Linked DNA regions of Mus musculus: regions 2, 3, 4, 5 and 6 are each linked to region 1. Evidence: chromatin contacts called from public promoter capture Hi-C data. All regions are on one chromosome and are shown on one strand. The core of a region is the stretch at or near the end of the contact, and the rest is flanking DNA. Distances in the headings are between cores, read along the strand shown. Region 1 holds the start of Mob2 (MOB kinase activator 2). Region 2 holds the start of H19 (H19, imprinted maternally expressed transcript). Region 3 holds the start of Chid1 (chitinase domain containing 1). Region 4 holds the start of Gatd1 (glutamine amidotransferase like class 1 domain containing 1). Region 5 holds the start of Pidd1 (p53 induced death domain protein 1). Region 6 overlaps Chid1 (chitinase domain containing 1).

Region 1 (4,628 bases), core at 30-2,529:
ATTATTATTTCAGTTTCATCTCAGGTATTTTTTGCTGATAAAACTGCAACCCCACCCACTCCCAGTGCCTGACTGTTCATGCTATAAAGAAGGAATGGACTGGACATTTCCCAGCATCCTGGAATGGTTCTTTGGGGAAGGTGAATCCCATTTCAAGTATATGACAGCTGTATTACAGCAGGCAGTTGGCCTGAAGGTGTTATCTGTCTGGTGCCTGATATTCATGACACTCTATTGAAGACACTAGTGAGTTAGGTTGTTGTGATCCTTCTGCTCAACTGTGTGCTCCTGCAAGCATCTCTCCAGTGTAGAGAATAGAGAGTCAGCCTTTCAAAAAGTATTCAATGAGTTCCTAGTACTGGTCAGGCTCTGGAAAGAGCGGACAATAGGAGAGATACCCTGGATCATGAAGAGACTTACTCGCTGGAGAGAAGTATCCTGGATAATAGAGGCTCACCCAGGAGCCAGAGGGTACAGCACATAGAGGAAGGGAACAGATGGGGATTGAAGGGGACAATCATGTCCACTGGGGCGGGCAGCTGGGATGCAAATGAACGGCCAGCAAAGCTAAGGGACACAGAAGAGGCAAGTGTGGTCAGAACAGTTCTGGCAGAGGCACTAGGTGTGGGCAAAAGATGATAACAGTGGGAAGATGGACATCAGGAGGGATGTAAGCAGCAAGGGGTGAGGCACTGCAGAGGAAAGGAACACATCCTGCAGAGCAGAGGAACTCCGATGTTCCAGCCTGGGGGGTCTGGATACTCCCAGGTCTGGGATACTGGGGTCAGGGATACTCAGGTCCCAGGAACTTCAGACTCCCACGGGTCTGTGCATTCCACAGATTCAGGCACGCTGGTGGTAAGGTTCACTCCTGGGGTCAAGGCACTCTATAGTGTCCTAACACTAGAGGTGTGCAACACCGGGGTCACTCTAGAGACACCGGGGGTGTGATACTCCAGGATCCAGGGCACTGCGCAATGACAGGCAGTTTGCGAGTCCGAGGCACTCTGGAGTTCCGGGCGTCTGGGTTTCTGGGGCCCTCTGAAGTTATTCTCACTCTGGTGATCCAGAAACTCTGGATGGTCTTCAGATACAGGATGCTCCTGGGTCTCGAAGCCCCGAGGTTGGCGATGGGGAAAGGTCCTGACACTCCAGAACAGGTACTCGGGACATCGCCGCAGGGGCCGCTGGGACTACGCGTCCCAGCAAGCCGTGCGCGCGTCACGTCCGGCAGCGGGCGGGAGCCATCGAGTGTTTACTTCCGGCCGCCGGCGGGGCTGAGGCCGAGCGAGGCGCGGGCTCCGCGCAGCCATGGACTGGCTCATGGGGTGAGTGGCGGAGGACGGCGTAGCGCGGCGCTGCGCGGGGCGGCGGCGAACGTAGGGAGCGTAGGGCGGCGGGCAGCGGGTTCCAGGAGGGGCCGGGGCACGGAAGGACGGCCAGCCGCTGCGGGGTGCTGGGAGGCCGGGCAGGCGGCCGGCCGGCCGGCCGGCGGGAGAGAGGCCCGGTCCCCGAGGCGCTGTCCCGAGAGGCCGCGGTCCCTCGCCGCGAATCGACGGGCCGCGAGTCGGGCACCTGGCACTGTCGGTCGTCGGTCTTCGCGGGGCCTGCGAAAGTTCTTCCGCCCAAGTGACTTTCTTCCAATTTACTTTTGAGGAGAGTGAGAGGCGGGCGCTCCTAGCCGCGCGCGCTCTCCCGGCGGCTCGGTTCTCGACCCTGTGGCGGTGTCCGCGGCCCTGCTGTGGGGTCCGTATAATCCTGCTGGACCACAGAGAGAGCCGGCCTTCGGCTTCGGCAGTACGAGGGCTGCGCGGGACTCTGGAGATAGAAGCGGGGAAGGCGGAGGAAAGTGTAGTGGTGGCACTGTCAGGACGTCTGAGGCTGTTTGACCTCCCAGTGCTGCAACCTAGGGAGACAGCGGACTAAGTGAGCAGCCCCAGGGATAATCAAGAGACTAAGGGAGGCCGGGAGCCACATAGTGCCACTCAGGACGTTAAGTGTGGGTGACACGGGGGACTAGGCGGAGGCTCATCTTATTTCTTCAAGAGGAAGCCCTGTCACTGGTTCCTATCTGCTTCCTAGCTATGTGGTCCTCTCTAGACTTTTTTGTAATGGATCGTCTGTCAGATGGAAGCTGTGAAATCTGCAGTACAGGTTTACTGAAGGGTTAACTGAGGTAAGGGCCAGCACATGTTTTGCATATGGTAAGCTTGGCAGATGTTATGTCCTGGCCTTTAACAAGGTCTCTGAAGCCCAGGGGTTTTAAGCATAGGACACATATTTGAAACCAGCCTATTCCAGACCATTCTTCCTTTGTGCACTTGTGGAGAGGGCCAGCACTTGACTATAACTTGGCCAAGGTATGGTTTCACTGCAAGTGAACTAGATCTGTCAGCTTGGTGACTGAGGAAGCTGACCACTGCTGTATGTGTAATTTTTCCAGGCTCATACCCATCCAGGTGCTTTTTGCTTGGAGGCTGACCAGAAGCCAGTCGTTAAACTCCTCTGTCCCTCTTTCATAGTATTACTATAAAAGTAGGAAGAATGGAAGTTGCAGAGTGAGCCTTCAGAGGACATCCCCCCGCGCCCCCCCCCCCCCATCTACTCCACTTTGTCTTCTGATCCCTGGTGAGAGCTGACAAAGTAGTCGGGAGTGAAGCCATTTTTTGCTTCAGAGTACCCACTGTTTGCTCAGGGCTGAAACTCTCTCTGTAATTAACCATTTAAGTAGTTTTTCTGTCTGGAAGAATAGGACAAATGTATCATCTTTTATTGTGTCTTGGTCTTGGTCTTTTTCTTAATTCAGACCATCCGATATCAATGAGGGGTTTGGAATGTTTCAAGGTTTGTTTGTTTGCTTGCTTATGTTAAAGTAAAGGTTTTGTTAATTACTTCATGTTGGGTGAACCCAAGTATGGGTGCAAGAGTAGAGGTCTCTTACAGAAATTGTTAGAGCCAACAGGGAGGTCTACAGAAGTTTAAGTGGAAAGCTACATCTTTCTCTTAGTTGGGTGAGGATCACGCTGGGACTTTGAGCATCTCACAGCCTTATCTTTTGTGTTCCAGCTGCTCAGGAGGAAGGGAGGCCCTGCAGGGAAGCATGCTTTGGATAACCAGAGCAGAATTTGGCACGTTGGGACTTGATGGTAAACCTGCTGGGACTTTTCTGGAGAATGTTGTAGGTGTGGCTCTTAGCCACCTCTTGTCCTGTAGGTTTCCTCTGCTTGGAGAAGCTTTGAGCTTGTTAAGCAGTATATATAGTCAGGCTCCCTTCATTCTTTATTAGAAAGGGTTACAATTTTTGTGTAGTGGGTGTTTGTTCTGTTATGGACAACCACGTGCAGGGTAACACCCAGGGGAAGCTGCTCAGGATTTGGAAGAGAGAACCCCAACATGTTATGGGATACTTTAGGCAACACTTGAATCTTTTCTGGGGTAAGCATTTAACCAGGAGGTCTGAGTGTAGTTTGAATTTTATCTAGCAGAAAGCACAGTCCAGAAGCCCCTTGGAGTCAAAAGAACATATTTTCTCCTCTTCCCACTGATGATAGTGAGTTTTCCCTCCTGCCTGGCCACCTTAACTGAACCTCTTCCCTCTCCAGTAGTCTCTCTCCAGCCTGCTACTGAGGCTCCCTTTCCGGGTGCACCTGACTCTTATGAAGCCTTTAGATCTCTCCAGTACAGGTAGAAAGAGATGAAACCTGGTGTAGGCCATTTGATACAGTGTATATTTGAAGGTCTACTCTTGCTCAGCTAACAGATAAAGCTAAATGGCCTCAGGCCTTCCAGCCTGTCTGGGGCAGCCTTTAGCAGTCCTGTACTCTGAGCAGTTGAGTGTAGGTGTTTGCAAGGTTGGCATAGGGGTGAAAGGTTTTATCTTCTGGGAAAGTATATCTGGTGACTGACACCTGACTGGTAAGAGTCTGTAGGTTTTATTTGAACAGCCTCATGTGGTATCATTTACATACCACTAAGTTTGCTTGTTTTAAGTATATGATTAGGTAATTTTTAATAAAATTATAGACTTGTTTCTTTGACCATGATTTAATTTACTTTAAAGTGTATGTGTGTGTTCCTATGGGTGGAACCCAGGGCCTTAAGTATGTTGGGCAAGCACCTTACCATGGAGCCATCTTCTCAGCTCAATGGAACATTAACATTACTCTTTGGAGAGCCCTCTGGTTGCTGCAGATGCCCACCTCTGCGAGAGGCAGCACCAATCTGTTTTATTCCATTATTATGTGTAAATGGAGTCATGAGATCTGGTGTGTGATGGATTCAGTGGTAGGTGTCGGCAATGACGTCCGTTTGTTACTCCACTGGACATTGTGAAGAGGCCTGCATATTCTGTTTCTCCCTTTACCTTTGGGTAGAGGTGGTTGTGGAAAATTTGCAGGCATGACTGATGATGCTGTAACCCAGTCTTTTAAAACTGAATTGTACTACTTCCCAGCCAAGGATTCTGAGCCCACCTATGCCGAGGGCAAGGCTTCTGAAGACTCCAAGGTCAGTGCTTTGAGGGCTAAGGCTGGCAGAGGAGGACAGGACAAGCACAGTGGAAGGATCAGAGATCTGAGGAAGGGAGGGAGTGAGTGAGTGAGTGAGGGAGGGATATGAAGTAGAGCATA
Region 2 (4,800 bases), core at 955-3,454, 520 kb before region 1:
TGGCTATAGCTAAATGGACAGACGATGCCGCGTGGTGGCAGTACAATACTACATATTGCTCGGCAGACGCGGCATAGGTTGGGGTCCGCTGTGACAAAGCTTTGAGTACCCCAGGTTCAACAAAGGGATCAGGCATTTGTGCACTTACGGAATGGTCCCCTTCTGCCTTGGGACTCCTCAAGCTAGCCAGATCTGTTCAATCCAAACTCAATACAGAATCGGTTATAGGCGGGAGACATAGAAACTGCCGCGTGCGTGCGTCCACCGAAACCCCATAGCCATAAAAGCAGAGGCTGGGGTTCAACCATTGCAATGTCCCAGGTAACCTAGGAACTGTAGCAAGAAGTTGCAAAGCTGAGATTAGAGACTAGGAGAAGTCAGGGATCCGCTTAGTTTGAAGTGAAGCAGGAGGGTGGGTAGCAAGAGGGAGCATAGCGGGTGTGGCATGGTGGGGTTGTATAGCGTGGGTTATAGCGAGGGGGTATAATGGGGAGGTATAGTGGAAGTATAGTGGGAGGTATAGTAGGGGTATAGCGGGGGATATAGAGGGAGTTATAGTGGGGGTATAGCGGGGGCATAGCGGGGGCATAATGGGGGACATAGTGGGGGGCATGGCAGGAGGGGCATAGTGGGGGTATAATGGGGGTGTAGTGGGGCGGTATAGTGTGGGTATAGTGGGGGACATAGCGGGGGTATAGTGGGGGTATAGCAGGGAGGGTATAGTGGGGGTATAGCAGAGAGTATGGGGGCCATAGGGGAAGTATGGTGGGGGGTATGGCAAGGGGTATGGTGGGGAGGATGACAGGGGGGATATAGCAGGGGTGTAGTGGGGAGGATATAGTGGGAAGTATAGGGGAGTATAGCAAGGGTGATGTGGGGGGTGATGGGAGACAGAGACCAACTGCCACCACACCAGTGAATAGCTTACATGTGATGGCCAACCCTCGGCCTTTAGTCTGCTGATGCTGCCAGGGTTCTTGAGGCTCATTAGAAGATGGGGTCATTCTTTTCCATCTTATATACCGATCTCTGAAAAGGATCATTTGTTTAAGAGCGCAGAGATAGCCACAACCACCACAAGGTGACAGCACAGACACACATTACAGCGCCAAGATAATAGAGGCTGGGGTCTATTTATGACCAAATTGGAGGTGTCCGTCAGTATCATAACTTAGGGTCCACCCACAGCAATGACCAGGGCTTTTCACAGAGTAAAAATGAAGGATCACTAGGAGCCAGAAATGAGTACTCAGCTGACATGCAGCCACTAGGCTGAGGATCTGCCAAGGTGCTATTGCACCTCACATAGGTGAGAACCACTGCTGAGTGGTCATGACTGGTCAGCCCTTGAGTCCTCCTCCCATCTGGAGCTCCGGTCACTTCCATCTAGAGCTGCTCTACTCTCTGGTGCCCTGATTTGTGGATGCTGACTCTGTGGATTTCAGCTGCATAACTTTCAACAGAAGCTAAGAGCAATGGTATACGCACGCACGTGGCTGGAGGGACAGGGCATCTCTCCTGTCCCCATTCTATCACTGATAGTAGTACTTCAGTAGGATAGGGAGACCATACTGTGCCTCCGGTTGACTGGGGTGACCAAGACCAGACTGTAAGATAACTAATAAAACTCATCGCAAGAGAGTCCTGACAAACGTGACGACTCACCCAGAAAAGGGACGGTGAGGAGTGCCCAAATTAGCTACTACCTTGTTGAAACCACTGCGGCCAGATAAGGTCAGTCAAGCAGACTAGGACAAAGGCTGGGGGTTAGCCACTCGTAGGCTGTTCATACTCCGTGGGATAGTATGAGACCCATGCCCTCAAATTCCCATTGTGGTCATTATACAAACTGAGTAAAGGGCAGCTTCAGTGTGGCAGGGTGCCTGGGGCACCACCGTTCTATGAAGGGCTTCAGCAGGCTACGGGGCTATATGTTCTCGACATCAAGGGAGATATCTGGGGACAATGCCAGGCCCTGTCTAAGGGATTCCAAAGTGGGAGTTGTGGTGAGGCTGTCTTTGGAGAATTTCAGGACGGGTGCGGGTGTGGGGTGAGGCGAACGTGCGCTGGAACGATACAGGGTGGAGGTGGGCCCTGCGGGGGCCCCGGCGGGGCCATGTACTGATTGGTTGACAGAGTAGGGGCGGGAATTCTGGGCGGAGCCACTCCAGTTAGAAAAAGCCCGGGCTAGAGGGCCCGAAGCACCGGGTGTGGGAGGGGGGTGGGGGGTGGGGGTGGGGGGTATCGGGGAAACTGGGGAAGATGGGAGAGCTGGAGGAGAGTCGTGGGGTCCGAGGAGCACCTCGGCATCTGGAGTCTGGCAGGAATGTTGAAGGACTGAGGGGCTAGCTCAGGCAGAGCAAAGGCATCGCAAAGGCTGGAAAACATCGGAGTGAAGCTGAAGGGCCTGAGCTAGGGTTGGAGAGGAATGGGGAGCCAGACATTCATCCCGGTTACTTTTGGTTACAGGACGTGGCGGCTGGTCGGATAAAGGGGAGCTGCTGGGAAGGGTTCGACCCCAGACCTGGGCAGTGAAGGTATAGCTGGCAGCAGTGGGCAGGTGAGGACCGCCGTCTGCTGGGCAGGTGAGTCTCCTTCTTCTCTCTTGGCCTCGCTCCACTGACCTTCTAAACGAAGGTTTAGAGAGGGGGCCTGGTGAGAAGAAGCGGCTGGCCTCGCAGCAGAATGGCACATAGAAAGGCAGGATAGTTAGCAAAGGAGACATCGTCTCGGGGGGAGCCGAGACAGAAGGAGGCTGGGGGACCATTGGCGACCCCAGGTGGAAAGAGCTCTTAGAGAGAAGAAAGAAGAGGTGCAGGGTTGCCAGTAAAGACTGAGGCCGCTGCCTCCAGGGAGGTGATAGGAGTCCTTGGAGACAGTGGCAGAGACCATGGGATCCAGCAAGAACAGAAGCATTCTAGGCTGGGGTCAAACAGGGCAAGATGGGGTCACAAGACACAGATGGGTCCCCAGCCGCCACAACATCCCACCCACCGTAATTCACTTAGAAGAAGGTTCAAGAGTGGCTCTGGCAAAGTCCCAAGTTTGCCAGAGCCTCAATAACTGGAGAATGGAAAAGAAGGGCAGTGCAGGGTGTCACCAGAAGGGGAGTGGGGGCTGCAGGTATCGGACTCCAGAGGGATTTTACAGCAAGGAGGCTGCAGTGGGTCCAGCCTGCAGACACACCATTCCCATGAGGCACTGCGGCCCAGGGACTGGTGCGGAAAGGGCCCACAGTGGACTTGGTACACTGTATGCCCTAACCGCTCAGTCCCTGGGTCTGGCATGACAGACAGAACATTTCCAGGGGAGTCAAGGGCACAGGATGAAGCCAGACGAGGCGAGGCAGGCGGGGCAGAATGAATGAGTTTCTAGGGAGGGAGGTTGGGTGCAGGTAGAGCGAGTAGCTGGGGTGGTGAGCCAGGGAGGCACTGGCCTCCAGAGTCCGTGGCCAAGGAGGGCCTTGCGGGCGGCGACGGAGCAGTGATCGGTGTCTCGAAGAGCTCGGACTGGAGACTAGGGTAAGTGTCTGTCCCGCTCGTGGTCACCCAGTCTCCTCCCACGCAAGTTCAATTAACTCATGTCTTCATTTCTCCCTATAGCCAGGTCTCCAGCAGAGGTGGATGTGCCTGCCAGTCACTGAAGGCGAGGATGACAGGTGTGGTCAATGTGACAGAAAGACATGACATGGTCCGGTGTGATGGAGAGGACAGAAGGGCAGTCATCCAGCCTTCTTGGTGAGCATACTCCCTGCCACAGGGCTAGTCCGCTCAACCACCTAATTGTCCACCCACTCACTCAGGATTCTGTCCTTTGCAGAACACCATGGGCTGGCGCCTTGTCGTAGAAGCCGTCTGTTCTTTCACTTTTCCCAAAGAGCTAACACTTCTCTGCTGCTCTCTGGATCCTCCTCCCCCTACCTTGAACCCTCAAGATGAAAGGTGAGTTCTCTTCTGCCCCATGTGGGTGGGAGAGGGTGGGATGCCAAGGACAGGGGTCTCATTCTCTCCCACCCATAGAAATGGTGCTACCCAGCTCATGTCTGGGCCTTTGAATCCGGGGACTTCTTTAAGTCCGTCTCGTTCTGAATCAAGAAGATGCTGCAATCAGAACCACTACACTACCTGCCTCAGGAATCTGCTCCAAGGTGAGCTGGGGCACCCTTTGGAAGCTTGCCAAGCCCACTCCCCACCCCACCCCCCGCCCCACCTCATTTGTCTTTATTCTCTTTGCAGGTGAAGCTGAAAGAACAGATGGTGTCAACATTTTGAAAGAGCAGACTCATAGCACCCACCCACCCCTGAGAATCCATCTTCATGGCCAACTCTGCCTGACCCGGGAGACCACCACCCACATCATCCTGGAGCCAAGCCTCTACCCCGGGATGACTTCATCATCTCCCTCCTGTCTTTTTCTTCTTCCTCCTTTCCTGTAATTCTGTTTCTTTCCTTTTGTTCCTTCCTTGCTTGAGAGACTCAAAGCACCCGTGACTCTGTTTCCCCATTTACCCCCTTTTGAATTTGCACTAAGTCGATTGCACTGGTTTGGAGTCCCGGAGATAGCTTTGAGTCTCTCCGTATGAATGTATACAGCGAGTGTGTAAACCTCTTTGGCAATGCTGCCCCAGTACCCACCTGTCGTCCATCTCCGTCTGAGGGCAACTGGGTGTGGCCGTGTGCTTGAGGCCTCGCCTTCCCCTCGCCTAGTCTGGAAGCAGTTCCATCATAAAGTGTTCAACATGCCCTACTTCATCCTTTGCCCCTCCTCACCAGGGCCTCACCAGAGGTCCTGGGTCCATCA
Region 3 (4,826 bases), core at 928-3,427, 520 kb after region 1:
TGCCCCGCATTTTAGTACTTTGTTTAAATGAGCAACAATATCTCAGGAATCCCAAGAATTTGAATTTTTAAAAACATTAATTCCTTGGGCCAAGGGGCTGACTCACTGGGTAAAGGCACTTGATTAGAAACCTGACAGTCTGAGCTGGATCCCCAGAAACCACATGGAGAAAGGAGCGCCAATTCCCAGAAGTGGTCCTTTGACCTCCACATGCCTCCTACTGCTGCTTGCTACACACACACACACACACACACACACACACACACGCACACCATATAATAGATAAGTAAATAAATAAAAATTTAAAACATCTTTTTCAAACAAAAATAAATAAATGCAGAAAATCTAAAGTTACCTCAAATACTGCAGAAACATTAAAATTGGAATGGATTCACTAATACGGAGTGTTAATGCTTTAGTTCTGATTCTCTTGGTCTTTTCTATCCATCTTTCTGTATTTTCTGTGTGACTAAAAGGTGGCTAAACACTTGAAATCAGTTTGGGGCTGGAAACATAGTTCATTGGTAGAGTGTTGGCCAAGTAGGTGTTTAGTCCTGAGTTCACTCCTAATACCGTGGAGGGGAGAGAAGCCAGTGTTCACCTACACACACATACCAGAGATCTGGGGCACCCTTTGTCAGGCTGTGCAGGTGAGGGCAGGGCAGACTTTGTGGGTACAGCTCAACAGGCTCCTGAGCATCTGTCTAATGGAACCCTGAAAGGGGCTGGTCTTGAGTTCTGTTTTTCTCTCCTTTCTGTTCTTAAGAGTCTGCAACACAGACTGGGAGTGGAATCCTTAGTGGACTTTGCCAAGTCTTTAGCTCAAAGACCTCTTACATCAGTCAGATCCAAATGCCTTCGCTGGTTTAAAAGAATGATGGTCTCTTTAGTATTGCTTGGACTGAACAATTCTCAGGACATCCACCTCTCCAGAGTTCTGCCCACTTGGAATCACTGTTCTGGGCATTTGTTCCTAGTAGGGTGCTGAGCTGGATGCCAGGAAAGCAGATGGTGATGCACAGCATGCCTTAGCATACACACCCAGCCCCGCCCCTGTAGAAAGGCTTGGGGGACAGCTGGCAGAAAATATGGGGAAGAGAAAGGAGGAAACGTGATTCGGAAGGAAGAACACGAAGCTCAGCTCAGTGAGAAACCTCTGCAGCAGCAGGAATGGGGAAACAGCCGCACTGCAAATCCTGGAACAGACCATAGTGGAGTGGGCCAGAGGGTTTAACTGGGTGTGGACAGGCCAAATGTGGTTTCTGCAGGAAACTGCTGGGAACAGCAAGGGATGGGGGTGGGGACTAGTCAGCTTGATGAAAAATAAAAATGCTGGTCACGTGTGCTTTCAACCCACTCGAAGAAGTGTCTGGGCTCCTCTTGCTAAAGCTGAGATGGGGGTGGGGAGCGTGGTGTCTGCCTCTGTGGGTTCTAGCTCCTACAATTTGCAAGACCAAAAACGAGGACCAAGACAGCTCTGGGATTTAGGCAGATAGAATGTTCGCTGTGCTAGGCCATCTGGAGAAGGATGTTATATTGCCTGGAGCAGTGTCTCTACTGGAGACAGTGTAGTGGGCACTGCAAACCTATAGATAGTGACAGAAATGTGGCAACTGGGATAATGTGGAGGTTCAAAGACTTGGCGCACAGTCTGTCCTGACACATCTGGGAGACTACGGAACTGACTATGCGCATAGTGACCCACGTCCCCCATACTTGACAGGGATGGGTTCCCAAGACCCTAAAGGCCTTGGTGGTCACATAAGTGGACGTAATGTAGACTTCAGCACAGTGCTGAGGCAGCCAGCCATCAATCCCGGAGAGGGGATGTTCAACATCACCACCAACTTCTCTGGGAGGATTTCGGGATCTGACCCCACTATTCTGCTGTACGACAGGCCCTTGATCAATAGAGGGACTGGCTGCAGGAGCGGAAACAGCACCTACGGCTACGAAGTACACGTTCCGCACACTCAGCTCTGTCTTCATCCAACTGACGGTCCCGATCCACTCTCAGCCCTTCTCCAGCTCGCCGGTCGCTACGAGGCTCCACCTCTAACTCCGCCCTCCAGCCATCTCGGTCCCGCCCCATCCCAGCGTGCCGTGCGCAAGGCATCTAGGAAGCTGGCGTGGCGCAGCGGGAGCTTGTGGAGGCCAGTGGGCGGGACTTCCGGTTGATTAAATCGTCTTCCGGCCGTGCTTGATGGGTCTGGCCGGTCTCCTGACATGAAGGTGAGCCCGGCTGTGGCGGCAATGGGACTGCTTCATCTTCCGCGTCACAATGCGGGAACGTCGGGCAGCGAGGCTCTCCCCGGACAGAACGGGCAGAGTGTGAGCGGGAAGGAGAGGGCACGGATGAGAGCAATATGGGAGCTATGAATGTGAGGGCGAGGAAGTGAGTGAGGATGAGAGGGTTTGAGGGGGAGAGCGATCGTGTCAGTGTGAGAAGAAACAGATGTGAGGGTGAGTGGGAGCTCGTGCGGAATAAGCAGATGTGAGGGTGAGCTGGTGGAAGAAACAGATGTGAGGGTGAGTAGGTGTCAGAAAGCAGGTGTGTCAGCCTGAGAGTAAGGGCGTATGTGAGAGAGCGAGCGGGTGTGAGGGCCCGAATGGGTGAGGGGAGATGTGAGAACATGGACTTTATTAGGGGTGAGAAAGCGAGTGGGGATGAGTATGAGCAAGGGTGAGAGAGTGTTAGGGTGAGAGCAGGTATGGGAGAGAGTGTGACATTGTTCTTTAGTAGAAGTGTGAGCGCCAAGTGTGTGACTGTGAGGAAGCTTTCGAGCCAACAGTAATCTGAGAATATGAGCGAGCACAGGCCGTTGCATAAAATCAAGAGAGCCCGTAGCGATGGCTTTAATCCTAGCACCCGGGAGGCAAAGGCTGGCAGATGGATCTCTGTGAGTCCGAGGCCACCCTGGTCTATAGAGTGAGTTTCAGGTCAGCCAGGGCCACATAGCAAGACCCTGTCTCCAAAAAAGAGTTTGGGGGTGGGGCAAAAGAAGCCGCAGGAAGCACGTGTGAACAGCACAGTAGTGAATGTGTTAAGTTTATGTATGTGCCAGTGTAGCTGGATATGAAGAAACATGGGTGAGTGGTGTATAAAGGAGTATAAACATGAACCAGGATGTAAGATAACGAAGTCAGAGATTTCAGATATGTGAGTTAGTGTGCATAGCTTGTGGAGCCACAAATGAACGAACGATGACATGAGTGTGCAAACGAGTTAGCAAGGCCAGAGTGGCTGTCGGGCATAGAGAATGAGCTCTATGTGGAGGGCCCAGCCTCAGGTAGGAGGGTATACAGCAAGTTGTATGGGTTCCTTCAAGTTTGCTAGGTACATGAGGCCTTACCCTCAGCGCAGCCTCAAATCTTGAACACTCTGTGATGGAAAATTTCCAAAGAACTTTCCACAGATCTCTAGACTGGAGCCCAGGGAGGCCCAGAGACAGTGTGCTGGTGACAGAACTATAACTTGAGCCATCTTATCACAGTCCTGTTTGCATTGCATTGTATAGTTGGGATGGGATGGTAGCCACGTGCCCCATGGCTTGGTGGGCTGCCCCCTGTGTTGGTTTCCTTATCTGTAAATGGGAATAACATTTATGCCTGCCTGAGTCCTGGTCTGTGGAGAGAACTTGTGGATAATTCACCAGGTTTGGCATGCAACATATGGTCAATAAATGTCACCTGGGGTTGTGATCATCCTGCTTCTTACGTCACCTTCATTTCCAACCATACACTCACCCACCTCCTCATATGAACAGTTCACTCCAAAATGTGTTCTCAAAAATGAAAATGTAGGCTGACCATCATACTTGCTGTAAGAGCAGTGAATCTATTAGAACTGAAGGCTGAAAGTATGGCCCAGTATTTTCTTAGTATATGGAAAGCCATGAGTTCTAATTCCCTGCTCCTACAAAACCGATATTAGGCAGCAATAGTAAAAGGTGCTCAGGATACATCAATCGGCATCCCACAAATCCTGCAATACCAAAGCAGGAGCTTAGTGTGAGAGCCAAAGACCATCTCTGTTGTTATTGTTGTTTTGAGATAGGGTCTCCTGTAGCCCAGCATGGCCTTGAACTCAACTACATCGCTAGAAATGTACAACTACATAACTGAGAAATGACCTTGAACTCTTAATTTACCTACTTCTACCTTCCAAGTGCTGGGATCACAAATGTGATCCACTATGCCCCATTTAAAACTTGTTCTTTTAATTTTTAAAAAATTGTTTTTTATTTTATGTTCACTGGTGTTTTGCTCAAAAGTATGTCTATGTGAAGGTGTCATCTCCTGGAACTGGAGTTGTAGACAGTATGTTACACACATAAATGACCTTGAACTCCAGTCCTCTGGAAGAATAATCACTCTTAATCACTGAGCGATCTCTCCAGAGTCCCTCGTCCCCATTTAATGTTTTCACCAACTTATTTTTATATGTATGTGGTTTTTGCCTGAATGTATTTATGTGCTCACAGAAGCCAGAAGAGGGTGGTGAGCTGCCATGTAAGTGCTAGGAGTTAAACCCAGATCCTCTGGAAAAGTAGCCAGTGCTCTTAACCGATGACCATCCCTTTGGCCCCCACAGTTAATTCTTGTTTTTTTTTTTTTGTTGTTGTTGTTGTTTTTGTTTTTTGTTTTTTGTTTTTTGTTTTCTTCGAGGCAGAGTTTCTCTGTATAGCCCTGGCTGTCCTGGAACTCACTTTGTAGACCAGGCTGGCCTCGAACTCAGAAATCCGCCTGTCTCTGCCTCCCAAGTGCTAGGATTAAAGGCATGGGCCACTACCGCCCGGCAGTTAGTTCTTGAGAGAGAGCTGAAG
Region 4 (4,588 bases), core at 964-3,463, 650 kb after region 1:
TCACATGTCTGTCAGGCGAGGTACACACAGTAGCTAGAGCTGGGTGGTGGTAGGCAGGACACGCCTTTAATCCTAGCACTCACAGGGAGATCTCTGTTAGGAGCCAGCCTGATCTACAGAGTGAGTGAGTTCCAGGACAGCCAGGGCTACACACAGAAACCCTAGCTCAGAAAAAATAAATGAACAAACAAAAACAAAAGCAAAGAAAGGTAGCTAAAAAAAGTCAGCAAGCAGTATTCCTCCATGGTCTCAATCTCTACTTCAGTTCCTGCCCTGACTTCCCTCAGGACTGGAACCTGTTAAAGAAATATCAAGTATCAGTCTTTTTTTTAAAGATTTATTTATTTATTTATTATATGTAAGTACACTGTAGCTGTCTTCAGACACCCCAGAAGAGTGCATCAGATCTCATTACGGATGGTTGTGAGCAACCATGTGGTTGCTGGGATTTGAACTCAGAACCTTTGGAAGAGCAGTCAGTGCTCTTAACTGCTGAGTCATCTCTCCAGGCCCCCCCACCCCTTTTTTAAAGACAGGATTTCTCTGGGTAGCCCTGGTTGTCCTGGAACTCCCTTTGTAGACCAGGCTGGCCTTGAACTCAGAGATCCACCTGCCCTGTCTCTGAGTGCTGGGATTAAAGGCACAGGCTACTACACCCAGCAAATATTAGTCTTTTCTATCAAAATATTATAAAACCTGTGTTTAGAATGAAGAGTCCAAGCCGGGCGTGGTGGCGCACGCCTTTAATCCCAGCACTCAGGAGGCAGAGGCAGGCAGATTTCTGAGTTCGAGGCCAGCCTGGTCTACAAAGTGAGTTCCAGGACAGCCAGGACTACACAGAGAAACCCTGTCTCAAAAACACAAAAAAAAAAAAAAAAAAAAAAGAATGAAGAATCCAAATATTTTTATCTCCTTCACCTTGTAAGACTTTTATGCAAATGTTTAATCCTTTCCACCTAGTAAAAGCTTTGTTTACCCAAAGGTGTATTTCTCTATACTAGCCTGGAACAGTGATTCTCCTTCAGTCAGGGACTGCTTTCCCCTCCTCCATTTCTTGTATGTTGAGTCTTTCCCGACTAGTTAATAAGATTGTGAGGTCGGACTCCAGTCAGTGGGCAAAAGAAACAGCCACCACCTGAGTTAAAACAAAATCAAATGCTCTTCCTGTCTTGGGGTGCTGTTCACCATTTTCTCCAGCACACTCTTCCTCAAGGGTAAAATTTGCCCTGTCTATACATTTCCCTGGAATGGTAGTCTCTTTACAAAATTATATCTAATACCTGGGCGTTGAATTCAATATAAATACTTTTCTCCACAAGACTCAAGCTTACTGCTGGCTCTGCCACTTCTGGTGCCTTAATGTTACTCTGGAGGCAGCACAAAGGTGGAACTGTGTGAGTATGTGGACACTAGCCAATCTGACCCCTTCAATTTCAGGGTTTCATGTCAATAGATGGGGATTTAATAAGGATGGCTAGTCAAGCTTGTGGCTTGTGAATCTTCAAAAGTCGCCACTCAGACAACACACAATCCTGGGCTCCAGGTTCCTTTTCCTAAGCCCCAGCAGGAGTCCCACAGAAGTAAATCGCTTTAGATACAGGTTGGCCTCCCCAATCTGGTCTTTTCCTCAGGAAACTCAACAGAACCTCCAGAGGCGTCCACAGCTCAGGAAGTGACATTCCATCCTCTATAGGAACATACAAAACTCAACCGACCCAGGTATCTTCTGGATCTTCACAAACCGGCAGAGGAAGACCCGCCCACATACGACCCAACTCTGTGCCCCTCACCCTGTCCGCCCGACCGGTCATCGCTCCCTGACACACTTAGCCAGGCTCAACTTTCGGGCAAAGGCCCAAGGCGTAGTAGCTCTGTGGTAGACTCGGACTCGGAAACATCTACCCGGCCCACTGGGTTTAATTGATGTGCCCTAGGGCCACAAGTCTGTACCGGTGGCTTCCAATCAGGAAACGACCACTCAGGGACCCAGGGCGTATCCTCCCCCGCCTCCGCCTCCAACCCCCGCCCCGCTCCGCCCCGCTCCGCCCCCGCTCAGTCCCCGCCCCTCGCATGCTTGCCACTCAACCACTACCCCATGCGCATGCGCAAACTGCCCCCATCTTCACTCAATTTCCGCGTTGTTTCTCCCACCCCACCTTGCACCCTGCCGGCGAGCCCCGCCCTTCGTGCCTCACGCATGCGCATTCCGCTCTCTGCAGGCGAGCCCCGCCCCGCCCCATCCCTCGCACAAATATCCGCCTGGGCTGTAGCCATGGCGTCCGAGCGGCTGCCAAGCAGGCCTGCGTGTCTCCTGGTGGCCAGCGGCGCTTCCGAAGGTGAGGCGCGCAGGGCAGCTGTGTAGCTCACTGGCCTGCAGTCCTGACTCTGGGCAAACGTTTGTGTTTGTGGAGTTGAGATTCTGGGACCCTGCATCTGTTTCTCTGGCGCAGGCCTACTATGTTGTCTGCGCTGGCAGACAGGGACGGTCAGCGGCTGCAGAGATGACCCTGCCCCCGAGTGAGCCGCAGGGGCTTGGTACTCTCTCTGCCCGTGTTTTCTGCCTCTCTGTTACCCCCTATCTTGGGTTTATCTTCGTGCACCTCCAGGAAGCGATCCTGAAAGAGGTTGCTCGAAAGAGCTGCATAAAAGGGACCCTCACGCAGAAGGGGTCTGTTGGCTTCATGTTCCAACTGCCCGGTGTGTGTCAGGGGCGCTGGGCAGATGATTACTTCACGGGTCCTTAGGGAACCGACTGGCCCGAGATAGTCTCTGTGGGGAGGTGGAGCCCAGGGCTGCGGCCCGGGGTTTCCCTCTGGATTCCTATAGACCTCTGCAAGTGGGTGTGAGCGCGAGGGTACGTCGGGATCTTGGACTGATGAATTTCTGGGTTCCACACTGAAGCGTCCCAGGTGAGGGTGGGAGGGGCCTGAGGGTGCTGCTCCTCCCTGGAATAGAGGTAAAAGAGAATCTACAGCAGCTCCTAGGTAGGCCTTCCTTGAGAGTCGGAAAGTGAGGGATTGAGAAGCTAAAAATTATCTTTAATCCCAGCACTCAGGAGGCAGAGGCAGATGGATCTCCAGGAGTTTGAGCCCGTCTGGAACTTATATAGCAAGTTCCAGGCTAGCAGGAGTACACAGTGAGGTCTGACTCAAAATATTAACCAAAACAAAATCCACAAGCCAAAAGCCTAGTGTCAGAGTTGGAGGCAGGAGGATAGAGAGGGCAATGGCTACATGAGATGCTGTCTTTAAAAAAATGCTAGGGGGCTGGTGAGAAGGCTCAGCGGATAAGAACACTGACTGCTCTTCCGAAGGTCCTGAGTTCAAATCCCAACAACCTCACAACCATCCTTAACAAGATCTGACTCCCTCTTCTGGAGTGTCTTAAGACCCACAGGGTGTCTTAAGACCAGGATGGGAGAGAGCAACCATTTGGTCTGAAGACAGCTACAATGTACTTATTTATAATAACAAATAAACCTTTGGACTGGAGTGAGCAGAGGTCCTAAATTCAATTCTCAACAACCAGATGAAGGCTCACAACCATCTGTACAGCTTCAGTGTGTACTCATATACATAAAGTAAATAAATAAATCTTTTAAAAAGTGCTAGGATCAAAGGTGTGCATAAAGGTGTGCATTACCACACCTGGGGGCTAGAGTCTTTTGAATTAGGCAAGCTTCGTTCCTTTTTGAAGGACTTTTTTGTTGTTGTTGGTTTTTTTGAGACAGGGTTTCTCTGTGTAGCCCTGGCTGTCCTGGAACTCACTCTGTAGACCAGGCTGGCCTTGAACTCAGAAATCTGCCTGCCTCTGCCTCTGAGTGCTGGGATTAAAGGTGTGTGCCACTTTTGATGGGCAGAAGAGGGCTGAGAATACCATGGTGGGGCAGAATCTTACCCATGTCCTGGGTGTGGGAGTGCCCCAGACACCACTCTCCTCTCCTGCTGCGTTTACCTCTGTGACATGTTCACTGCTGCTCTTCCCAGGTTATGGGGACCTTGGATCCTGGTGGATCTCTAAGGGGATGCACCAGACATTTACCTGTTTGGAAGTACCTATAGTGGGAAAGGGTAGGATGCAGCCAAGGGTGTAATGGTGTTGGTGGACAGTTAAGGTGACCTGGGGGCCTGAAGGTAGAGTTATTAGGTCAAGTGGAGAGCCTGTCCAGGGAGGTTTCAGAACCACTGGAGCACCTGCAGGTCTTTCAGGGTCCAGTGACCAAAGCTGGGTAAAATAATAGACTTGCTGTGGACCTCTGAGCAGGTCTTCTCAGTTATGTATTCCTGAACCTGAAGGGCTGCTGTCCTGCCCCCAGGGAGTAGGCCCTGGGGTGGGTAAAATGGACTGCCCCTAAGGCAGGTTCTGGGACCAGGATGGCCCCAGGAGCACTGGAGCAGTCTATGAATAGGGATGAGACAGCTGGCCCTATCATGCCCTCACTTTTCTGGACCCCTCTTTTGCAGGTGTGTCAGCCCAGTCCTTCGTCCACTGTTTCACACTGGCCAGTGCTGCCTTCAACCTACAGGTGGCCACCCCAGGGGTGAGTAGTCACCCTTCTCTAGGGTGAGCTGTTCTCCTTTCTGAGTTG
Region 5 (4,650 bases), core at 1,817-4,316, 620 kb after region 1:
ATCTAGAAACATCCTCCTTTTTTTTTTTTCTTTTGAGACAGGTTTCTCTATATACTCTTGGGTATCCTGGACCTCTATGTAGACCAGGTTGGCCAAGAACTCACGAGATCGCCTGCCTCTGCCTCCAGAGTGTTGGGATCAAAAGCTTTTTGACTGGAGAGATGGCTCAGGGGTTAATAGTTTGGACGTTGACTGCTCTTCCAGAGGTCCTGAGTTCAATTCCCAGCACCCACATGTCACAACCATCTGTGATGGGATTTGATTCCCTCTTCTGGTGTGTATCAAGACAGAACACTCATGTAAAACAAATAGGTAAATATTTAAAAGAAAAAAAGTAAACCTTTGCCTCGTTGGGAGAGGGTGTTGCATGCCTTTAATTCCAGTACTTGGGAGGGAATGGCAGGTTTAGGATAGCCAAGGCTACACAGAGAGACCCTGTTTCAAAAAAACTGTCTCTACACTAGGCTCTGGAGACCTCTCTTCCCCTTCTCACTTCCATTCCCTGAGATCCACAGGATCTGCCTCTTTAAAAAAAAAAAAAAAAAAAAAGCTGGGCGTGGTGACACACACCTTTAATCCCAGCACTCACTCTGGAGGCAGAGGCAGGCGGATTTCTGAGTCCAAGGCCAGCCTGGTCTACAAAGTGAGTTCCAGGACAGCCAGGGCTATACAGAGAAACCCTGTCTCAAACAAACAAACAAACAAACAAACAAAAAAAAAACCAAAACAAAACAAAACAAAAAAAAAAATGAGCAGTCGGTGCTCTTAAACTGCTGAGCCATCTCTCCAGCCCCAGGATCTGCCTCTTATGTGCCGGGATTAAAGGTGTGGGCAACCACACCTAGTGATTTGTTTAAAAGATGTGAATGTGTGTGTCCCACCTTGGTTTGCATGTGCACTACATTGTGTGCAGTGCCTTTGGGAGCCAGAAGAAGACATCAGTTCCCCTGGAATTGGAGGTACAGGCAGTTGTGAGATGCCCGTTACTGATGCTGGCCACTGGACCAAATTATTCTGCAAGTGCTCTTAACTGCTGAGCCATTTCTCCACACTTCTATTTTCTTTAATTTTGAGACATTGACCTATCATGTAACTTTGGCTTGTCACAGAAATCCACTTGCCTCTGCTTCCATAGTACTGGTTGGAATTAAAGACACGCACACCATACCTGGCATGATTTTTTTTTTTTTTTTTTTTATACAAGACAGGGTTTCTCTGTGTAGCCCTGGCAGTCCTGGAACTCACTCTGTAGAGCAGGCTGGCCTCGAACTCAGAAATCTACCTGCCTCTACTTCCCAAGTGCTGGGATTAAAGGTGTGCGCCACCACCGCCAGGCGATTTTTTTTTTTTTAAGGTTTATTTATTTATTTTAACACCATTGATCTCTTCAGACACAGCAGAAGGGGACATCGGATCCCATTACAGATGTTTGTGAGCCACCATGTGGTTGCTGGGAATTGAACCTCTGGAAGAACTATCTTAACCTCTGAGCCATCTCTCCAGCCCCTGGCATGATTTTTTATGTTGTGACTTTTCTGTTTGTTTAAAACAGGGCTGCTCTGTGTATCCCTGGCTGTCCTGGAACTTGTTCTATAGACCAGGCTAGCCTCTAACTCAGAGATCCACCTATCTACCTCCACCTCCAGAGTGCTAGGATTAAAGGCATTAGCCACCACCAACTGTCGTGAATTTTACTTATTTTTATTTTTTGGTTTTTCGAGACAGGGTTTCTCTGTGTAGCCCTGGCTGTCCTGGCACTCACTTTGTAGACCAGGCTGGCCTCCAACTCAGAAATTCGCCTGCCTCTGCCTCCCAAGTGCTGGGATTAAAGGTGTGTGCCATCACTGCCCGGCTGTGATTTTTTTTTTTTTAACTGTAAAATAATACCCAAAATAGCTGGAGAGATGGCTCAATGGTGAAGAGCTCATTTGCAGATTAAAGGCAAATACCACCATGCTCATTAATATAAACTTAAGGAATATTCCTAGGATGATTGCTTTTGAGACAGGTCTTGCTGTGCAGCCCGGGGCAGCAGTTCTCCCATCTCAGAAAGGCACTGCACTTGAGGTGAGCACAATTAGACTAAGCCCCTGGGGCTGGTTTTTATAAAGCACCATCTGGCACCTTTATGGAAACAGTGAGAAAGAGGCAGGTGCTAGAATGGAAGCAGAGAGGCCTTGCAGGAAGCTTGCCCATCACTTAGACTGTAGAACAGTCACTTGGTCATTTCCAGTCCACCAGCTCCACTGAGGATTCTGGGTGTTGGCTTCAATATTAATCAACTAAAGGACTTAGGCAAGTTCTTTTTTGGTTTTTCTAGACAGGGTTTCTCTGTATAGCCCTGGTTGTTCTGGAACTCACTTTGTAGACCAGGCTGGCCTCGAACTCCCGAGTGCTGGGATTAAAGAAGTGCCCACCACGCCCAGCAGGCAAGAACTTCTATCTCAAGTTTGTTTGTGTTGAGACCCACCTAAGTCAGGGAGGAAAAGCCAGGCAACTCACTGCCTAGGTAGGGAGTTGGCCCACAGTAATGATCAATGGTTAGCTCCAATAAGCTGGACTTCACTGCAAAGCCTGAGATGGAAGTCCTGGAGACTCTGAGTCTCAACCTTCCTAATGCTTTGACAGTTCCCATGATGTGGTGACCCCAACCATGAAATTATTCCTGCTACTTCATCACTGTAATTTTGCTAGTTATGAATCACAGTGTAAATATCTTTTGGAGATATAAGTTTGTCAAAGGGGTCGCGACCTACAGACTGAGAACTACTTTCCTAGAGCGGTTCCCCCCAGGAAGCCAGCATTCAAGGTTCTAGCTTCTAGCAAGGAGTGTGACAATACTCTGTTAACCCAAAATTCCTGTCTTAGAATGCACTTGAGACCCAGACTATGCAGTGCCACCACAGGTCTGGGGTTGCAGAGATCTGAAAGTGTAAGTTTTCCTGCGGGTCACCGGCTTCCCTTAGTGCGAACAACAGAAAAGGAAGGAGCCATAAGAACCTCGGAGAATTCCTACTGGCTAGCCCGGAGGGGCGGAGCCCGACGGGTGGCCCGCCCGGAAGCGCGCCGGCGGGAAGGCAGCACAGAGCGCGCCTAGACTGGCGGGGAGATCAGCGTGGCAGGTACTCAATGGGAGGCGGGAAGTTTGCTCCAGAGGCGGGACCAAAGCGATTCCTCACCTACCGAGACCCCCTCTGCTTTCCCCATTTGACGGAGGTGTGAATTGGGAATTGTGGCTCAAGAGTGTCTACTAGGGACCGCGATATGGGACCCTAGCACAAGAACCCCAAAGTCCTCTTGGCTCCCCTTCGCACTGTTTACTGACCCTCTCGGGCACAGTGAACGTCTGCAGTGGAAGAAGGTTCTGGGTTCTCCCCATGCATTTGGGTGTGAAGATAGAAAGTGTGTCCTTATTTCCAGAGCCCTGTAGGGATCAGGGATCACTTGGGCAGATTCCAGAATTGAGGTGGAAACCCTCTCCTTGTCCTTGATCTAAGCAGAGTTCTCCAAGCTATGCTGTTCAGAGTCGCCCTGCCTGGTGCCCCTCCCAGGCAGAAGGATCCAGCACAGATGCAAGCCGTAGGGCTGCAGTGACCACTCCACTCACTACCCCTTGTGCCCAGGGTTCTTGGGCTGGTGGTCTCAAGAGCTCCCGGGTTTCCAAGCTGAGTTATTGTTGCTCTGACCTGGAGGGGGAGCTGGTCCCCTACAGCCTACTCCTCCCCCTGCTTCTCCAGCTTCTATCAGCCTTGCCTAAGCAGGCTTGCTTGGCAAGCTGGGACATGTCTGGTCCCCGAGGACCTTCCATGGGTGATGGCTGCAGTGTTGGAGGGGCAGGAGCCGGAGGAAACTGCAGCTGCTGCAGAGGATGCTGCAACATCCACCTTGGAGGCTGTGGATGCCGGGCCTGGAGCACCTTTTCTCCCGGCTGGGAACCAGTTGAACTTGGACCTACGCCCAGGGGGCTGCCATCGGCTACAGTACCTGTGTTCCCAGCAGCCCCCACAGCTGCTGCAAGTGGAGTTTTTGCGGCTCAGCACCCATGAGGACCCTCAGCTGCTGGATGACACCCTAGCCAAGGTTCCGTGGAGTCTGCTGCGCCTTCGCTCCCTGGTCCTCAAAGGTGAGTACCCTTGCTCCTTCCTGACCCTGTCCTCATCTCTGTCCAGCTTTGACTCTACTTCTTGGACACAAAGGCCATCCTTGTCCCAGCCCTAACTCCAAACCTCTCTTCTCCCCGCACATCAGGTGTGAACCCCTACCCCACAACTGTCCCTTGTCCTTAGCCCTATCACCTTCCTCCCCCAAAGTGAGGCTCGCTGGGCTCTGTCTCCTGAGCCTAGAACCCTGAATGTGCCCAGCCGGGTCTCTGTAGATCCCAGTTTTCCTGGGGTGATGCTGTCAGCTTCTACGAGCTGGTGTCTTCTTTGTCCCTCTGGCTGGCTTAAAAGGGAGGCTTTCTCTGACAGCGCTGAATGGGGGAGACTCCAACTCTTGAGGGCTATAGCTGTCTTCCCCACTTCCAGGTGGCCAGAGCCGGGGTGCCCTGGGTGCCTGCCTCCATGGAACCCTGACCACTCTGCCTGCTGGCCTGAGTGATTTGGCCTGCCTGGCTCACCTAGACCTGAGCTTCAACAGGCTGGAGACGCT
Region 6 (4,165 bases), core at 1,597-4,096, 550 kb after region 1:
CCCTGGGAAAGGGAGGGAAAGTTGGGGCTGAGAAGGTTGGGGTAGCTCCTTTTGGGCTTTTCGAACTGTGGAGTCTGTGATATGGGTTGGGTAGAAAGCTCCAGTCCTCTGTTGGACACCCCCCAGGCCCTTGAGGGTTAGCACCTCACCCACAGTGTTGTTGCCTTAGCCAAGATCTGCATCCATGGTGCAGTTGTCCTGTACTGGGGAGAGGTTTGGACATGGCTGGCTGGATTTGACATGCTTACATATTTCCTCTGGGCAGCTCCTGTGTCTAGTGGACTTGTCTAGGACTGCTCTTCTTTTCTGGCCCTATCATTTCCTCCACTGAGGGTCTCCTCCAGTGTCTTGGCTCTGGTTTTAATAGTGTGAACCCAAGCACCTCTGTGGGTTTTTTTGTTTTGTTTTATGTTTTGTTTTTTAATTTTTCGAGACAGGGTTTCTCTGTGTATGTAGCCCTGGCTGTCCTGGAACTCACTCTGTAGACCAGGCTGGCCTCGAACTCGAAATCCGCCTGCCTCTGCCTCCCAAGTGCTGGGATTAAAGGCGTGTGCCACCACGCCTGGCCACACCTGTCTTTTAAAGCATTGTTTCTACTTCCTCTCTCTGCTTTTCCTGTTTATAAATCTCCTGACTGCCTCCAAGCTTCAGTGCTAGCTGTTGGGTCTCAGCAGTTTGATGACTTCAGTCACCTGTGCTCAGTGTTCATCCAGCTCTCCGTGGGCTGTGTGCTCACTTTTTACTATGATTGGGAGACATTCGGAAGTTTCCTCAGCTCTCATCCTCAGCTGTGTGGTGTGTGCCGGCCTGATGAGGAGCCCTGGGCTCCTGAGATGTGATTTTCTTTTGATTTTAGTTATTTTCTGTTGCTGTCTCCAGGAGACTGGTTTCTTTCCCATTCCTTCTCCTCTGTTAACCCCACCCAGGTTCTTTTCTTCTCACATCTACAAGTTTTCTAATTCGTGATTTACCTTTCCGTGGATTCAGTTGTGGTGCTGCTCAAAGTCTGCCTCTGCAGGTTCTGACATCTGGGTCAGTTCTCTGGCCTCCACATGAGGGAGTGGGGGCTGTTGTGGAGCCCCATCTGAGGATGTTAGATGTAGTGAAGTTCACTTTGTTTTAAGATGTATTTATTTATATGAGGGCATTGTAGCTGTCTTCAGACACACCAGAAGAGGGCACTGGATCCCATTACAGATGGTTGTTGTGGTTTCTGGGAACTAAACTCAGGACCTCTGGAAGAGCAGTCAGTGCTCTTAACTGCTGAGTCATCTCTCCAGCCCATGAAGTTCACTATTAAGTGCTAGATATTTTAACATTCATACAAATCTGGGGTCTTTATTCCGGGTTAGTTGCTTAGAAGCCTAACTAGGCATGATGGTAGATACTTTTAGTTACAGTACTTGGAAGGCTGAGGCAGGTAGATTTCTGTGAGTTTCAAGACAGCCTGGTCTGTATATCAAGTTCCAGGCCAGCCAGGAATACATACTGAGACCCTGTTTCAAAATAAATAAATAAATAAGCATTTAAGCTGCCCATTTTCCTAGTGGCTTTCCATGGAGAATGGCATCCAGAAACAGAGATTTGGGTGTTGTTGCCCACTGAGTGCGGCCGTTTCTTTCTGACCCGTAGGCAGGTGCAGTCTATGGAAGGTGCCATGCATGCATCACCCAGGGCAAGTGAGCCGAGGCCAGGCCGCCCAGCCTGTACTAAATGCTGATGTTCAGTTCTATCGACGCTTCAAGATTCTCTCCGTCTGGGCCCAGACAAAGCCAGAGCTGACTTACTTGCCCCTTAACGGAGCTTGTATTTGAGTGGGAAGGTTGGGACCCGTCTCTGTGGCCCTGGTTGTTTGTAGTCTGTGAAGGTACACTCATCAGAGCTGAGACCACCTCTCATTCAAGTCTTCCATTGGTCCTTCCATGGTGGGGCATTAGGGTGGGCCATGCTTCAAAGCCATGGATGTGAATTCTGTCTTCCCTACACATCTGCACTCTTCAGGATCCACACAGCTTGTTCCAGCGTCTGGGGTTCATCACAGACTTGAGTTAATAGCTGTTGTAGCCCACAGTGCTGCTGCCTTGCTTTGTCATGAGCCTTTGGTCTAACATCAGACAAGGGAGGGCAGGCTTACTGACCGAGAAGGACCCAACATGGGGCAGACAGGGTGGGACGCTATTAAGGCTTTGGGATCTGGCCACCTGCTGTTTTCCAGGAGACTGTTAAGGGTCCTGTCAGTCTCTTACAGCTGTCCTGTGCCTGAAGATGTATGTGGCAGGAACTAGACATGGGGGTGCCACACAGGTGAAGGTACTTCTGCTCCACTCGGGAGCACACATATCCACACAGGCTGTTCTTAGTCTCCTGGCCTTTCTGAATTTTCCCAGCTAGGGAAGGAAGGCTGTGCCTCTCAATCCTCATTTCGCTAATGATTCCTATGGGGCGAGATGAGGGCATGCATGCTCCAGCCTGGACATGGGCCCACCCAAGGGAGACAATTAGATGGAGAAAGTCGCTTTCCTGGGGCGAGGCCTGGCAAGCTGATCGATTTTGCCAGCCCGTCCATGCTCACCTTGTCAGGGCTGCAGAATAGATGCCCACTCAGCAGGGACACTTCCTTCCCCAGGACTGGAACAGATCAGCAGCCAGGCTTCTCATGGCTGTAGAGCCAGCCAGCATTAACCCTGCTTCAAGGGTAGGCATCAAGGAGCATGCACTCCTCACCTTGGTCCTGGCCTGGGGCTGCCCTGCAAGGAGAGAGACTTAGGAGGACACAGCAGGAGCCCACAGGCACTGCTGCCTGCCTGCCGGCCATCTGATGCTTGGTGACTGCTAGAGTCTTTTCTTGGCAGGTCTCTGGCTCAGGAATGCTGACGTTTCCCTGAGTGAGCACAGCGCCTGCTCACAGTTGTTGCTAGGCCTTCAGATCCACAGAGTGCTTTCCCAGACCCTACCTCAACTCCAGTGACGTCTGACCTCTCCCTGCAGACAAGCTTCCTGTGCTCTTTCCTTACTTCACCATTAGACCTTTCCCCTTACACCCCCATGGGCAAGCCTCAGCTGTGTGGTGTCCACTCTTGACTTAGAATTCAGCTTTCTAAGAGCACAAGGTAAGATAGGCCTCCTATTTGGGGGTGTCCTGTAGGGTCTTCGCCTCCAGTGCCTGAACCCGGGGCTAATCGTCCTGATTTCTGGAAGCACTTATGCTTTCAGCTCAGAGCCTTTCCTCAGTCTCCACCTACGCCTTCTGTTGTTGGCACCAAATTTCTGTTTCTCACTGATACCTCTGTCAACTGCAGTTGGACCTATGCCTTGGGTAAAGCAAATTGCTACTCCCAGCTCACCCTTCACACTGTGTATGCTGCTGGGTGACATTGTTTATCGGGTCCCCTCTCAGGCCATGTCTTTCCAAAGTGAAGAGCTCTCATCCTTTCATCCTGTTTGTCTTCTCAGACAAATGGGATGTGTGTAAAGCAGGTGGCAAGACAGGACAGATCCAGTACTGTGGTTCTTCTTTGTCCCTGCTGCCAAAATTCACAGAAACTACCTGTTTTCTTCCTTATCTCATTCTTACTACTTTTGTTTTCTTTTGTTTGGAGACAGTCATACTCTGTAGTTCAGGCTGGCCTAGAATTTATTGCCCTGGAACTTACTCTGTAGCCCAGGGTGGCCTCTGTCTCATAATAATCCTCTTATCTCAGTGAGCTAGCTCCAGCTTCCAGATCTTATGCCTTCTATTTAGTTTCTAAGTATTATCTGACAAGCAGTGATGTGGATGAAGGATTCCCTTCCCCTCAAGGTCCCCAAGTTGTTATTTTGGGCACCCTGGCATTAAGTGGCTTTCACTGACCAAGTATAGACTTCAGGCATGAGCCCCTCTGCCAGAACAGGTCTGATAGCTCAGGCTTGTCAGCAGTTTTTGTCTCCATTGAATGGAATGGGATAGCACTCCATGGGGACCCCCATACCAGAGGCATGAGAAACCCCCAGAGGACGCTGTGCCTCTGCTGAGAAGCCAGTAGAGATCCACCTTGAGCTGAGAAAGACCTTTAAACCTATGAAGCCTTGGTTGTCTGACCTAAGGTTTTGTTGTTCCCAGGGGAGGTTTGGAGGTGGCTCTGCCATCAGCCATCTCCTCCAGTAGTTCTGAGCATTGGAAAGAGGA

The links. Promoter capture Hi-C pulls out the DNA fragments that hold promoters and counts their contacts.
Region 2: a promoter capture Hi-C map of hippocampal neurons shows a contact between it and region 1, with 2.7 times the contacts expected there. The contact joins the promoter of H19 here to the promoter of Mob2 in region 1. A contact is called at or near these places in 6 of 39 promoter capture datasets (embryonic stem cells, hippocampal neurons, liver and 3 more) and 1 of 115 datasets of contacts at active chromatin or transcription factors (forebrain).
Region 3: a contact with region 1 is called in a promoter capture Hi-C map of embryonic stem cells, with 4 times the contacts expected there. The contact joins the promoter of Chid1 here to the promoter of Mob2 in region 1. A contact is called at or near these places in 10 of 39 promoter capture datasets (the 3T3-L1 cell line, 3T3-L1-derived adipocytes, the HPC-7 cell line and 5 more), 2 of 484 Hi-C or Micro-C datasets (granulocyte-monocyte progenitors and pre-B cells), 2 of 115 datasets of contacts at active chromatin or transcription factors (embryonic forebrain and memory CD8 T cells) and 2 of 9 other capture datasets (adipose tissue and liver).
Region 4: a promoter capture Hi-C map of pre-B cells shows a contact between it and region 1, with 3 times the contacts expected there. The contact joins the promoter of Gatd1 here to the promoter of Mob2 in region 1. A contact is called at or near these places in 2 of 39 promoter capture datasets (pre-B cells and stem cell-derived epiblast-like cells) and 1 of 115 datasets of contacts at active chromatin or transcription factors (pancreatic cancer cells).
Region 5: a contact with region 1 is called in a promoter capture Hi-C map of pre-B cells, with 4 times the contacts expected there. The contact joins the promoter of Pidd1 here to the promoter of Mob2 in region 1. A contact is called at or near these places in 3 of 39 promoter capture datasets (hippocampal neurons, neural stem cells and pre-B cells), 3 of 115 datasets of contacts at active chromatin or transcription factors (astrocytes, microglia and pancreatic cancer cells) and 1 of 9 other capture datasets (adipose tissue).
Region 6: a promoter capture Hi-C map of hippocampal neurons shows a contact between it and region 1, with 2.6 times the contacts expected there. The contact joins the enhancer-like site here to the promoter of Mob2 in region 1. A contact is called at or near these places in 9 of 39 promoter capture datasets (the 3T3-L1 cell line, 3T3-L1-derived adipocytes, cranial neural crest and 5 more), 2 of 115 datasets of contacts at active chromatin or transcription factors (embryonic forebrain and large pre-B cells) and 1 of 9 other capture datasets (liver).

The regions. Positions count from the first base shown.
Region 1 is chr7:142,057,685-142,062,312 of GRCm38.p6, reverse strand. Mob2 (MOB kinase activator 2) reads left to right here and starts at 1,279. Exons shown (of 5, transcript NM_028308.2): 1 at 1,279-1,328. The coding sequence starts at 1,312.
Region 2 is chr7:142,575,550-142,580,349 of GRCm38.p6, reverse strand. It overlaps H19 (H19, imprinted maternally expressed transcript), which reads left to right and starts at 2,204. Exons shown (of 5, transcript NR_130974.1): 1 at 2,204-3,521; 2 at 3,607-3,737; 3 at 3,820-3,941; 4 at 4,020-4,147; 5 at 4,236-4,800. Mir675 (microRNA 675) reads left to right here and starts at 3,203; the gene lies at 3,203-3,286.
Region 3 is chr7:141,537,179-141,542,004 of GRCm38.p6, reverse strand. It overlaps Chid1 (chitinase domain containing 1), which reads left to right and starts at 2,177. Exons shown (of 13, transcript NM_001142681.2): 1 at 2,177-2,232.
Region 4 is chr7:141,411,750-141,416,337 of GRCm38.p6, reverse strand. It overlaps Gatd1 (glutamine amidotransferase like class 1 domain containing 1), which reads left to right and starts at 2,213. Exons shown (of 8, transcript NM_172116.4): 1 at 2,213-2,336; 2 at 4,464-4,540. The coding sequence starts at 2,273.
Region 5 is chr7:141,442,441-141,447,090 of GRCm38.p6, reverse strand. Pidd1 (p53 induced death domain protein 1) reads left to right here and starts at 3,066. Exons shown (of 16, transcript NM_022654.2): 1 at 3,066-3,122; 2 at 3,738-4,123; 3 at 4,527-4,650. The coding sequence starts at 3,814.
Region 6 is chr7:141,509,507-141,513,671 of GRCm38.p6, reverse strand. The region is part of intron 10 of Chid1 (chitinase domain containing 1); the gene reads left to right. Among named protein-coding and RNA genes, the nearest start is that of Chid1, 28 kb to the left of the region's middle. Within about 2 kb of position 2,846, at least 9 of the 459 cell types and tissues checked have an H3K27ac peak or open chromatin away from gene starts, as enhancers often do. A contact at or near this core is called in hippocampal neurons, where this site is marked.